Linked DNA regions of Sus scrofa: region 1 is linked to region 2. The links are chromatin contacts, called in public Hi-C maps. All regions are on one chromosome and are shown on one strand. The core of a region is the stretch at or near the end of the contact, and the rest is flanking DNA. Distances in the headings are between cores, read along the strand shown.

Evidence for each region. Hi-C and Micro-C count contacts between places; a contact is called where the count stands out from the background.
Region 1: a Hi-C map of liver shows a contact between it and region 2, with 5 times the contacts expected there. The contact joins the promoter of NUDT8 here to the promoter of NDUFS8 in region 2. A contact is called at or near these places in 2 of 47 Hi-C or Micro-C datasets (heart right ventricle and liver) and 1 of 2 datasets of contacts at active chromatin or transcription factors (alveolar macrophages).

Annotation. Positions count from the first base shown.
Region 1 is chr2:4,945,316-4,951,569 of Sscrofa11.1, forward strand. NUDT8 (nucleoside diphosphate-linked moiety X motif 8) reads left to right here and starts at 3,493. Exons shown (of 4, transcript XM_003122437.4): 1 at 3,493-5,092; 2 at 5,756-5,888. The coding sequence starts at 4,899. TBX10 (T-box transcription factor TBX10) reads left to right here and starts at 66. Exons shown (of 1, transcript XM_021082741.1): 1 at 66-2,802. The coding sequence starts at 1,922. The coding sequence ends at 2,587.
Region 2 is chr2:4,863,478-4,870,264 of Sscrofa11.1, forward strand. NDUFS8 (NADH dehydrogenase [ubiquinone] iron-sulfur protein 8, mitochondrial) reads right to left here and starts at 3,915. Exons shown (of 7, transcript XM_003122434.3): 1 at 3,671-3,915; 2 at 2,679-2,742; 3 at 2,533-2,583; 4 at 1,975-2,064; 5 at 1,707-1,879; 6 at 82-210; 7 at 1-8. The coding sequence starts at 3,751. It also overlaps a transcript of ALDH3B1 not described here.

The DNA of each region.
Region 1 (6,254 bases), core at 2,243-4,742, 81 kb after region 2:
GCGTGACGGTTCAGCTGGAGATGAAGGCTCTGTGGGAAGAATTCAACCAGCTGGGCACAGAGATGATTGTCACCAAGGCTGGCAGGTATGAGCAGTGGGGGGGGGGGGGAGGCGGGGGCCAGGGCGGAGCGACGCGGGCTGCTGAGCACCCCCTCCCGCAGGAGGATGTTCCCCACCTTCCAGGTGAAGATCCTGGGCATGGACACGCTGGCCGACTATGCCCTGCTCATGGACTTCGTGCCCCTGGACGACAAGAGATACAGGTCTGGGGGCTGGCGGGGGATGCAGCTCAGACCTCAGGTGCCAAAACGGGGAGGCAGACCCCCACCCGCACGCTGGGTGAAGCAGGGCACAGCCCCTGAGCAGTGTTGGGGGCCTATCCTGCGCCAGGCGGGGTGGGCCGGCCCAGGGCAGCAGGTGCATCATGGGGAACACAGCTGGGCGGCGTTCTCGGAGCCCGGGCTCCTCATGTGCAGCTGGCGCTGGCACATGGGCAGTTAAGGGAGCTGCTGGCGAACCATCAGTCCTGGCTGCCAATGGGGGCAGCAGATGAGGTGCCGTCGAGGCGCCTTTGCCACCTTGCTCTGTCCCCAGGTACGCCTTCCACAGCTCGGCCTGGCTGGTGGCCGGCAAGGCAGACCCGGCCACGCCCGGCCGCGTGCACTTCCACCCCGACTCGCCCGCCAAGGGCGCACAGTGGATGCGCCAGATCGTGTCCTTCGACAAGCTCAAGCTGACCAACAATCTGCTGGATGACAATGGCCACGTGAGGCCCGGGCCACAGTGGGAGGGGTTGGGCCAGGGCAGGGGACACGGGAGTCTGACGGTGATGAAGCCCGGGGCCAGGGCTGGCTGGGCCTTTGCTGCCCAATGGCCTTGGTGCCCCGCACCCCACCTGCTGCTGACAGCCAAGGCTGGGGGCCGGGTCACCTGGCTGGGGTGTAGACAGCAGAAGGGACGCCCAGGCCAGGGGGGCCAGGCCCACCGCAGGTGCAGGAACATAGCCCTGCCGACACAAAGGACAGCGATCCCTGTCCTGATGGGCTCACCTCCTGGGGTAGAGGGCAGGTGATGAGCAAAGAATCCAGATGACAGATCCTGGGGACAAATGTCAGGAGGGAAAGGAAGCAGGGAGGGGCCGAGGCGGAGGTGGCTATTCAGTTCAGGGGTCTCAGGAAGGGGGCTGAGGAAGTTCCCTGGTGTCGCAGTGAATCAAGGACTGGCATTGCCACAGCTGGGGTGCAACAGTGGCTCGGGTTTGATCCCTGTCTGGGAATGTCCACGTGCCACGGGTGCAACAAAAAGAAAAAAAATAAAATAAAGAGAAATGTGAAGGAAGAGGAGGAGGGAGCCTGTGCTTCTAAGGGGGGAGCTGTTGCAGGCAGCAACAGCAAGTGCAAAGGCCCTGGGGCTGGAAAATGCTGTGAGGCGGCTCCCCTGTGGCTGGAGTGGAGCAAGGAGGGGCACTGGGAGGGGAAGAGAGCCTAAGGGGGGCCAGCGCTGACCTACAGGGCCAGTTGGCTGCAGAGAAGATTCTGGTCTTTACTGTGAGCAGGGCGGGAGCCACAGGAGCGTTTTGAGCTGCAGCTCATCAGGGCTGTGGGGGTGGCGGGGAGAAGGGACCCAGGCACCCGGTGGAGGTGGGGAGAGTGGCAGGAAGGCAGCAGAGGACAATCCAAGAGAAAGATGATGGTGGCCAGGCAGGGCGGAGGCAGCAGGTGGGACAGGGGGTCAGATTCCAGACAGGTCCCTGAGAGCTGGGATGCGGCGGTGAGAGAGGCCAAGTGGCAAGGACGCTCCGCCACAAAGGCGCCTGGCTCAGAACGGCAGACGCACAAGCTCAGACCCGGGCCCGTCACAAGGCTGCCGCGCCCAGCCCTGCACAGCCCCTTCCGCACCCCCACAGATCATTCTCAACTCCATGCACCGCTACCAGCCCCGCTTCCACGTGGTCTTCGTGGACCCCCGCAAGGACAGCGAGCGCTACGCCCAGGAGAACTTCAAGTCCTTCGTCTTCACGGAGACCCAGTTCACGGCCGTGACGGCGTATCAGAACCACCGGGTGGGTCAGGCCACGGCTTGTGGGGCAGCTGCCAGCCCATCGCACAGGGCGACTCTGAGGCCCCAGGCCCCTGGGCCCCACAGGCACACAGACCCCTGCCCTCTCTCCTTCCCTGGGACTCAGTGGGGATCTGTCCCCAGCCATTCCCCTGCCTTCATGCCCACAGGCTCTGTGGTTCCTAAGTTGAGGGGTTCAGGGCCCAAGGCCCAGGGCCCCCAGGTTAGGGTGTCCAGGGAGGAGAGGGTGGCTGAGCCTGGGGCCCTTCCCCAGCCCCGGGGCTGGCCCCTAATGGCACTTTCTCCTCTACAGATCACCCAGCTGAAAATCGCCAGCAACCCCTTTGCCAAGGGCTTTAGGGAGAGTGACCCGGACTCCTGGTACTGGCTGGCCCCTGACAGTCCACCCTGCTGCCCTAACCCATCCCCTCACCCCTATCCTTATCCCCAGACATCGCCGAAGTCCTTGGTTCCTGAACCTTCTTTCAGGGTCATGCCCATTGGTTTGCGCTGGGGTCCCCCCACCTGACCCTGACCCCTGGCCCAGGCTCTCCATCCTGACCCCCTGCTCGTCCCACCTTTAGGACTGTATCTCCACGGCCCCTGCTCAGCGTCCCGACCCGGAGGCGCAGCAGCCTTGGCCCCTGTCTGCTGAAGGGCTCCACTGAGCAGGAGAAAGGTTTGCCGGAGGCCCGCAGATGCAGTGAGACCAGGGCCTGCATAGTGCACAGGAAGCATGGGGCAGGGTGGAGGGGAATGGGAGGACAGGGCCAAGGGGCCTCCAGGAAGGGGCTTCAGCCTGCTTAGCAAGCTCACTGGGCTTCTGTGTGGAGAGAGAAGGGGAGGCAGAGATTTCTAAGACAATTTGGGGCCCAGGGCAGAGAGAGGAGAGCAGGGAGGGCAAGTAGGCTTCCCGGAGGAGGTGGCTTCTGAGCTGGCCCTGGAGGATTGGGAAGGTTTTGGACAGAGGGGGAAGGTGGGTACGAAATTCCAGGCAGAGGGAACGGTAAGAGCGAAGGCCAAGAGGTGGGCAGCTTGGGATGGGAGGAGCGGGGGACAGGCAGGCAGCCTGAAGGTCAGGGGAGAATGGGACCCACTCAGACCATTTCCTCCCCCAGACCCCAACAAAGCTCCAGCCTTCACCTCCAGGACCCCTGCCAGGCTCCACCATCAGCTGCTGGCCCCCACTGAGGCTCTGCTAGCCCAGGCCACCTACCAGCCCCTCACCTACCAGGGCCTGTACCCTGGAGCCTCAAGCCCCCTCCGAATCCCAAGGGCCCGACCGACACCATACCCCCTCCCCAACATCCGGCCTGATAGAGATCAGGGGGGGCTGCCCCTCCCAGCAAGGATGGGGCTCCTCTCCCCAACTGCCATGTGCCTGGGGCCTGGCCAGGACCCACAGTGACGGTGGAGGAGCCCTGTGTACAGAGCGCCTACCCTGGCCTCACCTCTGTAGAGACCCCCCTCCCCTCACAAGGAGAACAGAGCAAGTGGAAGCCCAGAGAGAGAAGTGACCTGCCCAGAGTCACAGCAAGGCTGCAATGGCACCAGGGTTGAAACCAGCCCCCCCCCACATCCCAACCTGCCCCCTTCTGCCTTGGGGGTGACGCCTCCAAACGCTGCTTTACCTTTCTTCCCCCCAACATTAAATCATTTGGCACAGGTGGTCAGAGCACTTCTCTCTTCAGAGGTCAGGGAGGAGGGCCTCAGGAATGCCCATGCCCCCGTGTCTGGGCAGACATCCCAAAGCTCTACCCAGTGCGGTTGGCTTCGTTGGGGCACAGAGTGACGGGAAAGGTGGTGACACAAGCTGAGCGTCAGGGCTGCGAGGGAGGCTGTGCAGCTCAGGGAAGCACCTGCCATTCCACGTTTAGGTGCCACGTGCAAATTTGGTTCTCAAGGAGCCAGAGGTGGCAGAAGGATGCAGAACACCACAGACAGGGACCGCAGGGGTCAAGGTGGGGGTGGAAGAGGAGATTGAGAATGCGATCAGGACTCCAAGCAGGAGCTTCTAGAAAAAGTGACACGTAAACCAACACCTATAGAAGTAGAAAGTGCGGAAGAGCGGGGGCAGGAGGAGAGGCGAGCTCCCGGCTCTGGGAAAAGCATGGCTAAGGGGTGGGGCTCCAGTGGGTTCCCTTTGGAACGAGAGGGTGCGACGCGCGCCACCCAGCGGAATCAGGAGATAGGGCCCGGAGGGAGCGGAGGGCCGGGCACTCCTCCCGCAGCCCCTGGCGTCTCCGCCTCCCGAAGGGGCGCGCCGTAGACCCCCTGAACGCCGACTGGAAACATCCCGGAGCACTTCCTGCGAGGTCCCGGACACTCGCGAACGCGAAGAACGCGGGCCCGGCAAGGCTTCAACAGCCAGACACCTTGACTACCAACCCCGCAGTCGGCAAGGGCGGGGCCAGCCGCCGGGCCACGTGCAACCCCAGCTGCCCTAGGGTACCGCCAACAGCCTAGACCATCCCGGGCAGCTCCGCCGCGCCCGCCCCTGCCCCTTCCCCCCTTCCCCTTCCCCCCTTCCCCCTTTCCCCCTTCCCCCTTCCCCTTCCCCCCCCTTCCCCCCCTCCCCTTTCCCCCCTGCCGGAAGCCCAGGCTATCTGGTCACGCCCCTTCCGGGCCCGCCCCCAACTCGAGGAAGGGCCTCCAGCCTGGGTTGGGCCCCGCCCCGTGGGCGTGGCTGGTGCTGCTTTGGAGGCCCCACCCGCCCATGGGGACGGGAGACTCCTCCCGCGGTCCCCTCCGGGTTTCCGAAAGACCTGGGAGTGTGAGTGCTGCCCTCTCTCCCTCGCGCGGCCCAGTGCCCTTGCTGTCCCGGCCGCGCCCCGCCGGACATGCTGCCCGACTACCTGTCGGCGGAGGGCGAGCAGCGCTGCCGGCGACTGCTAGCGGAGGTCACAGTCCGGCTCCGCGCGCGGCCTGCGGCGGCCGCGGTATTAGTGCCGCTGTGTTCTGTGCGCGGGGTCCCGGCGCTGCTCTACACGCTGCGGTCCAGTCGCCTGGCCGGGAGGCACAAGGGTGACGTCAGGTACACCGGCCAGGAACTCCTCTCCCTTCTTGGAGGAGGCCAATGAACCCCGGCGACTTCAGGGTCCTGGGCAGGGCACTTACCCTCTCCTAGCCTCGGTTTCTGCCTCTGTGGAATGGGTCTGGGGAGGCCCCGTCCTGCCAGCGGGCTGGGGCAGGAGTCAGCGACCCGCGTCCCTCCGCCTGGAGCCTGGCGCCGCGGTGCAACTGCGCGGGCGCCGCGCGGACCCTTCGAAGAGCGTCCCGCTACCCTTCAGGCAGACGACATGTCTCTGATCGGGGTCCTTCTCTAAAAAGGCAGGACTCTGCCCCCTTCTGGCGACTATGGGGAGATTCGAGTTTCGGATCCGAAGAAGCGCTTGGGGCTGGGCTACCTGACTTCCTGACCTGGCCCCGCCCCAGCGGGAACGGGGGACACCCAAGGGTCAATGTCAGCGCCACTGGGGCCACCATAAGCAGAGTTGGCTTGTCTGAGGCCCAGGGCCTCTTTCTTACCCTCTTTGCTCAAGGAGGTAAACTGAGCCCAGAGAAGTCAGGTAGCTCGCCGACACGGTCGTCTAGAGACAGACTGGATTTAGGTGGGTCACTAGCCCTCTGCCACAGCTGCTCCCCCACCCATCCATGGCCATGAGCACCCAAGAACCAGGCTCCCCGTGCCGTTCAGTTTCCCAGGTGGCAAGTGTGACCCCACTGACCGGGACGTAGTGCACACGGCCCTGAGGGAGACCCATGAGGAGCTGGGCCTTGTTGTGCCGGAGGAGCATGTATGGGGTGTCCTGCAGCCTGTGTATGACCAGGTAAGCCTGCCAGGCCCTGAGGCCCCCACCAGCCCTTATCCCCTTCACCACCTCTGCTTGCCCTGGGCTAGGAGCAGGGACCCCCAGGGACAAGGGAGTGGTCATGGACTCCTGCCATATGGTGGAGCCCCGGATACCTGCCTGGCAGCTGTGTTCCATCCTCACACAACCCAGTGGGACGGGGCCGGGGGTATATTGTCCCCCTTTCTCAGGGGACACTGAGGCTCAGGTACTTGGGTGAAGGCAGCTCGGCTCATCTTGGTGGACAGAGCTTGGGGACGGCTTTGCAAAACAGGTAGAGACTGAATAACAGTTGGGACATTTTAAGGTAGTAAAAGTAAGAAAAGGTTTTTCTTTCTTTTTTTT
Region 2 (6,787 bases), core at 2,665-5,164:
TTGGGGCCCTGCAATTTGGGGGCGTCAGGCCCCTCCCAGGAGCTTCCTCCCCGGCCTCCCCCACCGCGGGGCCCCGCTCACCTCGACGATGGCGTCCACGGGGCAGGCCTCCTGGCAGAAGCCGCAGTAGATGCACTTGGTCATGTCGATGTCATAGCGCGTGGTCCGGCGGCTGCCGTCGGCCCTCGGCTCGGCCTCGATGGTGATGGCCTGGGGCGGGGGTGGGTGCAGGGGACAGTCACCGGCCGGCCACGCTGGCCCCAACACCGAGTCCACCCCCGCTACTGCTCACCCCCACTCCTGGGGCCCTGGGAGCTCGCCGGTGCCCTTCCTGACTCCTGTCCCAGCACGGCTGTTCGGTCAGCCTCTGAGCGCTGCCCTAGCTGGCTTTCCCCCATTTGTAAACTGCCAGCATCTCCTGCCTCAGGACCTGAGTCCCACGAGGAGAGGGCTGTGGCCTGCCTTGTTCATCATAGCACCTGCAGCCCCGAGGGGTCCCAACTGTAAAAGATGCCCAAATACTACTGGTTGTCTGTTCAACAGCCTCCCAATTACATCTAGCTATCCCCATTTAGTGGATGAGAAACGTGAGGCTCAGAGAGGTCGAGGGGTTTCCCGAAGCCACACAGTAAGTGAGGGGCAAGGCTCAGACTCAATGACAAGTCCTTAACTCTCAGTTCCTGGGTGCAGCCTCGCACTCGCTGGGGGAAGGGGTGGCCTGGGCCCTTCCACAGCCGAGAGGACCTTCGAAGTGGCGTGGCCAAGGCCACAGATGTCCTCAGGAGTGTAATGAGTGGGACCTCAGACCAGCAGCCACTTCTCTTTGGGCCTCAGTTTCCTTGTCTATAAAAATGGCGATAATAGCCTCAACCTCCTAGACTTGTGTAAACCATGAGCTTGGCACAGTGCCTGGTCCGTGGCCGGCCCTCGCTGCCTAGAGGGCATGACTGCTATTATTTTTTGGGGCTCTCCCGGCGCGGAAAGAGCAAGGCCACAGGCTGTCGCCTGGAGGACCTGGGAGTGGCCAGGAGATGAGCCAGGACTTGGACAGGAGCTGTCCTGAGTCACAGAGATGTGGCCTCGAGCAGCTGCTGGGAGGGGGCGCTGTGTGGACTGGGGGTACCCCCTGTGCCTGCTGGGCACACCCACCTGTGCCCAGTTGTGTCTTTCTGTTTCTATACTAATAGGCAGTGACTGCAGGCAGTCCCTGTGGGCCCCTCCAGCAGAACCGAACACTCAGGGCTCAAAGGAGCCGCCACCAGGGCAGCGAGGGCCTCAGCTGTGTCACCTGTGTCCTTGGGTCAGGCCCTGTGAAAGGCACACAGGCAGGGCTCTTCAGATCACTGCTGCATGCGGGTAAAAGCAGAGACCCTCAGGTGCCACCTCGTGGCTCAAGGCGTGGGTTTCACTCCCTGGACCAAACCTCCAAGGGCGGGACCCACACATGTCACGTGGTCTGTCGGGGGCTGAGAGCTTCACTACACTGAGTCACCGCCTCCGTGGCTCCGACAACCTGGCTCATCATTCCAATTCTTCACGGGGGGGGGGGGGGGGGGGGGGAGTGGCTCAGTGCAGCAAAGGAACTTTCCTGGAGAACACATAGCCAGCAGGGGGGCCAGAGTTCAGGGCCCAGCGCCTCCCACCTCGCTCCCACTTCACTCCCAGTGGAGGCTGAGCTGGGCGGTCAGGCGGGGTCAGGGGCTCACCTGGGCAGGGCAGACGGCCTCGCAAAGCTTGCAGGCGATGCAACGCTCCTCCCCGGATGGGTACCGGCGCAGCGCGTGCTCCCCGCGGAAGCGCGGGCTCAGCGGGCCCTTCTCAAATGGGTAGTTGATGGTGGCCGGCTCCCGGAACAAGTAGCTCAGGGTCATGCCCAGGCCTGGGGGCAGCACAGGCATGGTGGGAAGGGCCTCTCTTCCCTAACACCTCTGTGCCCATCCCCAGCCCACCTCGCCCCTCTGCCCCGGGGCCCACCTCGGACAAGCTCGGTCCACAGCAGGGTCTGGGCTGCCCGGTCAGTCACCGACTTCATGTCCATCGAGGGCTCACGCATGTTCACAAACTCTGCAGGGGAGGTGGGCAAAGCAGCAGTGCCGTAGGGGGTCCTCACACAGGCCCTCCCCCAGGACTCCAGCTCAGGGAGATGAAGCCTGGCCTCCCCCAGGGGTCTGCTCTTTCACCAAACCCTCCCCTGCCGGCCTCTGGCCCTGGGCAGTCCTCCCTGGCTTCTCCCTGCACCTGTGTGGCCATCTAAGCCAGGAGGTGATGGGGGCAGGAGGCGGTTTGGGTACTGGGGTCCCGATGAACAAACACAGGCTCCCAAGGCTCACACCTGGCAGCTCCCGACTCAAACCGCACAGGGCAGGGCAGCTCTGAAATAATACTGTGTAGCCACTGGGAAGGGCTGCCCCCCCAACGCCCTGCAATGACGGACTCGGCTCCCATGGACCACATTCAATCTCGATCACCACCCTCCTTTTACGGAGTGGCAACTAAGGCTGGGAGAGGGGGAGCCCTGCCAGGACTACTCACTGTAGGTGGCTGCGACCGCGCTGCTGTGGAGGGTCCGGGCGCTGGGATGTCCTGCAAGGAGAGGGGTTCCGCTGTGCAGCTGCGACCTCATCCTGAGAGGTGGTACCGCACCCAACCCCAACCCCAGAAAGGCCCCCGAGTCCTACCTGCATGTGCAGCCTGGGCCTGGGCCAGGGCCCGCAGCAGCATGGGCGTGCTCAGGCAGCGCATCTGTGGGGGTGAAAGGGAGGGAGGTGTAGGTGGGTCCCATACAGGGCCCCCCAGACCCCCGCACTCCAGCACTGCAGGAGCCCTGACCCTTGACCCAGCACGACCACGTCATCTTGTCCCCTACTCAACCCCATTCTGATCAGAGGCACAGGCAGCCTTCCCGTTCCCAGGTGTAGCCCCTCCCAGCCTCCAGATGGACGCAGATAACACTGCCAACAGCCTTTACTGAGAGCTCCCTGTGCCAAGCACATTGCTAGGGGTCACGTGCACTGTCACTTTGTCCTCAGGAGGACTCCCACCCACCCCAGAGGGAGGCACAGATGAGAAGCTGCGCTCACTCGTGTGAAGTGACCTGCCCACAGTCACACCTAAGGAGGTGAGACCAGGATGTGAACCCAGACCAGACCCCTCCCTTCACACCTCCAGGCCTCCCCTGCTGGAACCCTTTAAAGGCTCAAATAACCCTCCAGATCAACTCCTTTCCCCAGCATCCAGGCCCTTCTGGAACTGTCTCCCAGCCTGCAGTGACCTTGGGTTTTCTCGTCTGTGAAACGGGAGCTCGACGATGCCAAGGGTTTAGCCCCGGGCCTGGCACTTAGCCTGAGCTCAAAAGTGCCCCTCCCGTGACCTGTGACCTCTACAGGGCCCATTTCTTTGACCGCCGAATTCAGTGACAGGAGCCCAACCCAGCTCCTTCCCCGACCTTCCTCACGACCTCTGACCCCACGGATGCGGGCGGCGCCTGCGCCCTGAGGGTATGGGCCTCTCGATCCGCCCGCTGCACGCTCAAGGGCACGGAGGCTGCGGGTCCTGGGCGGGCCGAGATGAGCCTGGGCGCGGAGCCAGCGGGGCCAGCAGGGGCTCCACACTCGCCCCCGACGCCGCGCTGCCCAGACCTGGCCTTAACAATTGAGCCCCGAACACCCACCTTGAAGCGCTGCCGCTCCTTCCCGTGCGGAGGAGGCCGGTCCACCGAGAGGCGGAGCCTACATTCCTGGGACGCTTCCATTGGGCCGGCTGGCTTTGCCTTTTCCGCGCTGACTCTTCATAGTGTGGTCTGATTGGCTGATGCGGCCAAAAGAGGCGGGATCAAAGACGACCTTTAATCCGATTGGCTAGGGAAGAGCAGGCGCTCGAAGTGCGGTAGAGCGCCGCCGAGCTGGATTCAAGAGGCTGATGAACCGGGACTCCCGGTTCCTTGGAGGCGGGACATCCGAGGCGTGGTTTAGGGAAGCTGCTCCAGTTCTGACTGGGCATCCTGGCCAGAGGTACCCGCCCCCCTCCGCCCCCCCGGCCTCCGCGGGCGGTATGTGATAGCGGGGACGAGAATCTCGGCGCTTGATTACGCGCGGGAGCCGTGCCTGCTCCGGGCTAAAACTTCACCCGAGCGGTTTCATTTAATCCTCACGGAGCCCTGTGTGAAGGAACGATCGTTCTCGCTTTACAGATGGGGAAACTGAGGCACGGGCATGCGTAATTACTTGGTCCAAGCCTTAGAGCTGCTGCGTGTGGCCGCCACAACGGTCTTGGATCTAAACGACTCGGGAGCCCCGTCCCTCAACGGCCACCAAAGCGGTGTTTCCTCCCAGTGACTTGTGCGGCAGAGGGACCCCGGAGGCCGAGAAGATCCCCTAGGTCATCTGGGTCGGAGGGAGTGGAAAGTGGTCAGGGAGGACTTCCTGGAGGAGGTGCCGTCCCAGCAGACAGTAAAGAGGAGTTGGGCAGAACAAGAAGGACCAGAGGATATGCCCAGCGTCAGTGCAGAGGTCTGCCCGAAAAGGAGGACACCTCGAGGGCATTTGAAGAGGACAAGGAGAGGGTGGCACGCATGGGGCCTCCCAGGGACTGTTAAGGGTCCAGACTTGTGGGCCAGAGCACGCCTCTGAAGGGGGTCAGGCTGAGGGCCACGTGGGTACTGCGGAGGAGAAGGGCTGGGTCTGGGCACAGTGATTGCTGTATGGCTCAGGGAAGTTCGGCAGCATTATAGAATCATCTGGAATTGTTCAAAGATGGGATCTGGGAGGTGAGAAGGGAGTATCCAGCAGGAGGCCCAGGAGTTTGGCTCTGGTGGCTGAGTGGAGGGGGACCACGCCAGGGCCTTGGGGCCCAGGAGGATTGGCAGGCAGGGCAGCGTGTGAGTCCAGGCTGGGATATGCTGTGGGGAAGGCACCCAGGGCCAGCCACTTGGGGGACGGGAGCACATCCAGAGCTCCCAAGAGGCGCAAGCTGAAGGGGAGTCCTGCTGCAGGTGTCTCATCAGCTTGAACTGGAGGGACAGGTGGGGGGAGAGACGACGGGGGCAGCCTCACCCACCCAAGTGAGGAGACAGGACACCTGAAGCTTGGAGTCAGCGATTCAGCTCCGAGATTTAATCCTCACAGTGCTGTCTGGAGGTGCTGTTCGCTACCTCCTCTGTACACAGACAGGGAGACAGGCTCAGAGAGGGCAGGGATGACCCCGGTCACAGCCCGTCCACAGCGTGACATGGGCCAGATGCCAGGGCCCGTTTTGCACCCGCCACAGAAAGGGTGGTGGCCAAGAGGTGCCCACATCTACCCTCCTCTCCGGGGACACAGGTGGCCAGGGTGGGAGGAGGCAGCCAGGTTACTGCACTGGTTCCCACACTCCTGCACCGTGACCCATCCTAGCTGGGGGACATCTTCTCAAAGAGAGAAACCCCAGGAGAGAGGAGGGCAAGCACTGGCCCCGGCCTTTTCCTCCTGTGCCGAGGACCCCAGTCATATCTCCTCCAGCCCCAGGTGGCCGTGGCTGCAGAGGACTCAGGTGAGCTGGAAGGGGTGCTGGATCCTCCGGTGCCTGAAGCCGGCTCACAGCAGGGTGCAGCTGCAGCTGCGGGTCTCCATGGCCGTCAGCAGCACCCTCAGGTTGCGTGGAGAATGGGGTGGGTACCGGATGGCGTAGATCTTCTCCAGCCCAGGACTGCGCAACAGGCAGGTGCGGTGGTGGGAAAAAGTGTCGAAGGAGAACTTGCCATGGTAGTTGCCCATCCCACTGGCGCCTGTCCGGTGGCAGAGAGTGTGGCCGTCAGGCCCCCAGTGGCCAGCCGAGGGGACGTCAGACAGACCTGGGCTCTGCCAGTCCCACCGTATGACCTGGCTGGGCTAATTCACCCCGTCTTGGTTTCCCCTTCTATAAAGGGGGCTAATCATGAGATGCTGTGGGGAAAGGGCTTAGCCCCGAACAAGCAGCCACTCAAATAAATGTTGAGGACACCAGGTGCTGGAGCAAAATGGGTAGACAGTGGTCATGAGTGAGCAAGGGTCGGGGAAGGATGAATTGGGGATTGGGGATGAACAGATACACACTACTATATGTCAGATAGGAGCTCCCTTGTGGCTCAGCGGGTTAAGACTCCGGACTTGTCACTGCTGTGACTCTGTTCGGTTCGATCTCTGGCCCAGGAACGTCCACATGTCACATAGCTTCAGCCAAAAAAAATAAAAAATTAAAAAAATAGGGAAACAAGGCCCCCCTGTATAGCACCGGGGACTGTATTTAATATCATGTAATAAGCTGTAATGGAAAAGGAGCTGCAAAAGAATGTATAACTGAATCACTTTGCTGTACACCTGAAACATTGTAAATCAATTATACTTAAAAAAAGCAGGAGGAAAGATGGAAAGTTAAAAAGTTTTTTTTTTTTTTTTTTTTTTTTTTTTTTTTTTTTGGTATTTCTTGGGCCGCTCCTGCAGCATATGGAGGTTCCCAGGCTAGGGGTCTAATCGGAGCTGTATTCTCCGGCCTACGCCAGAGCCACAGCAACTCGGGATCCGAGCCGCGTCTGAGACCTACACCACAGCTCACGGCAATCCCGGATCATTAACCCACTGAGCAAGGGCAGGGACCGAACCCGCAACCTCATGGTTCCTAGTCGGATTTGTTAACCACTGCGCCACGACGGGAACTCCTAAAAAGATTTTTAAATGTTTATTCCCACGCAGCTGCATGTGCTGACAGGTGCTGTTGGGGAAGAGCCATGGCAGCACAGTGGACAGTGATCACAGTGACATTAAAAAAAAAACCA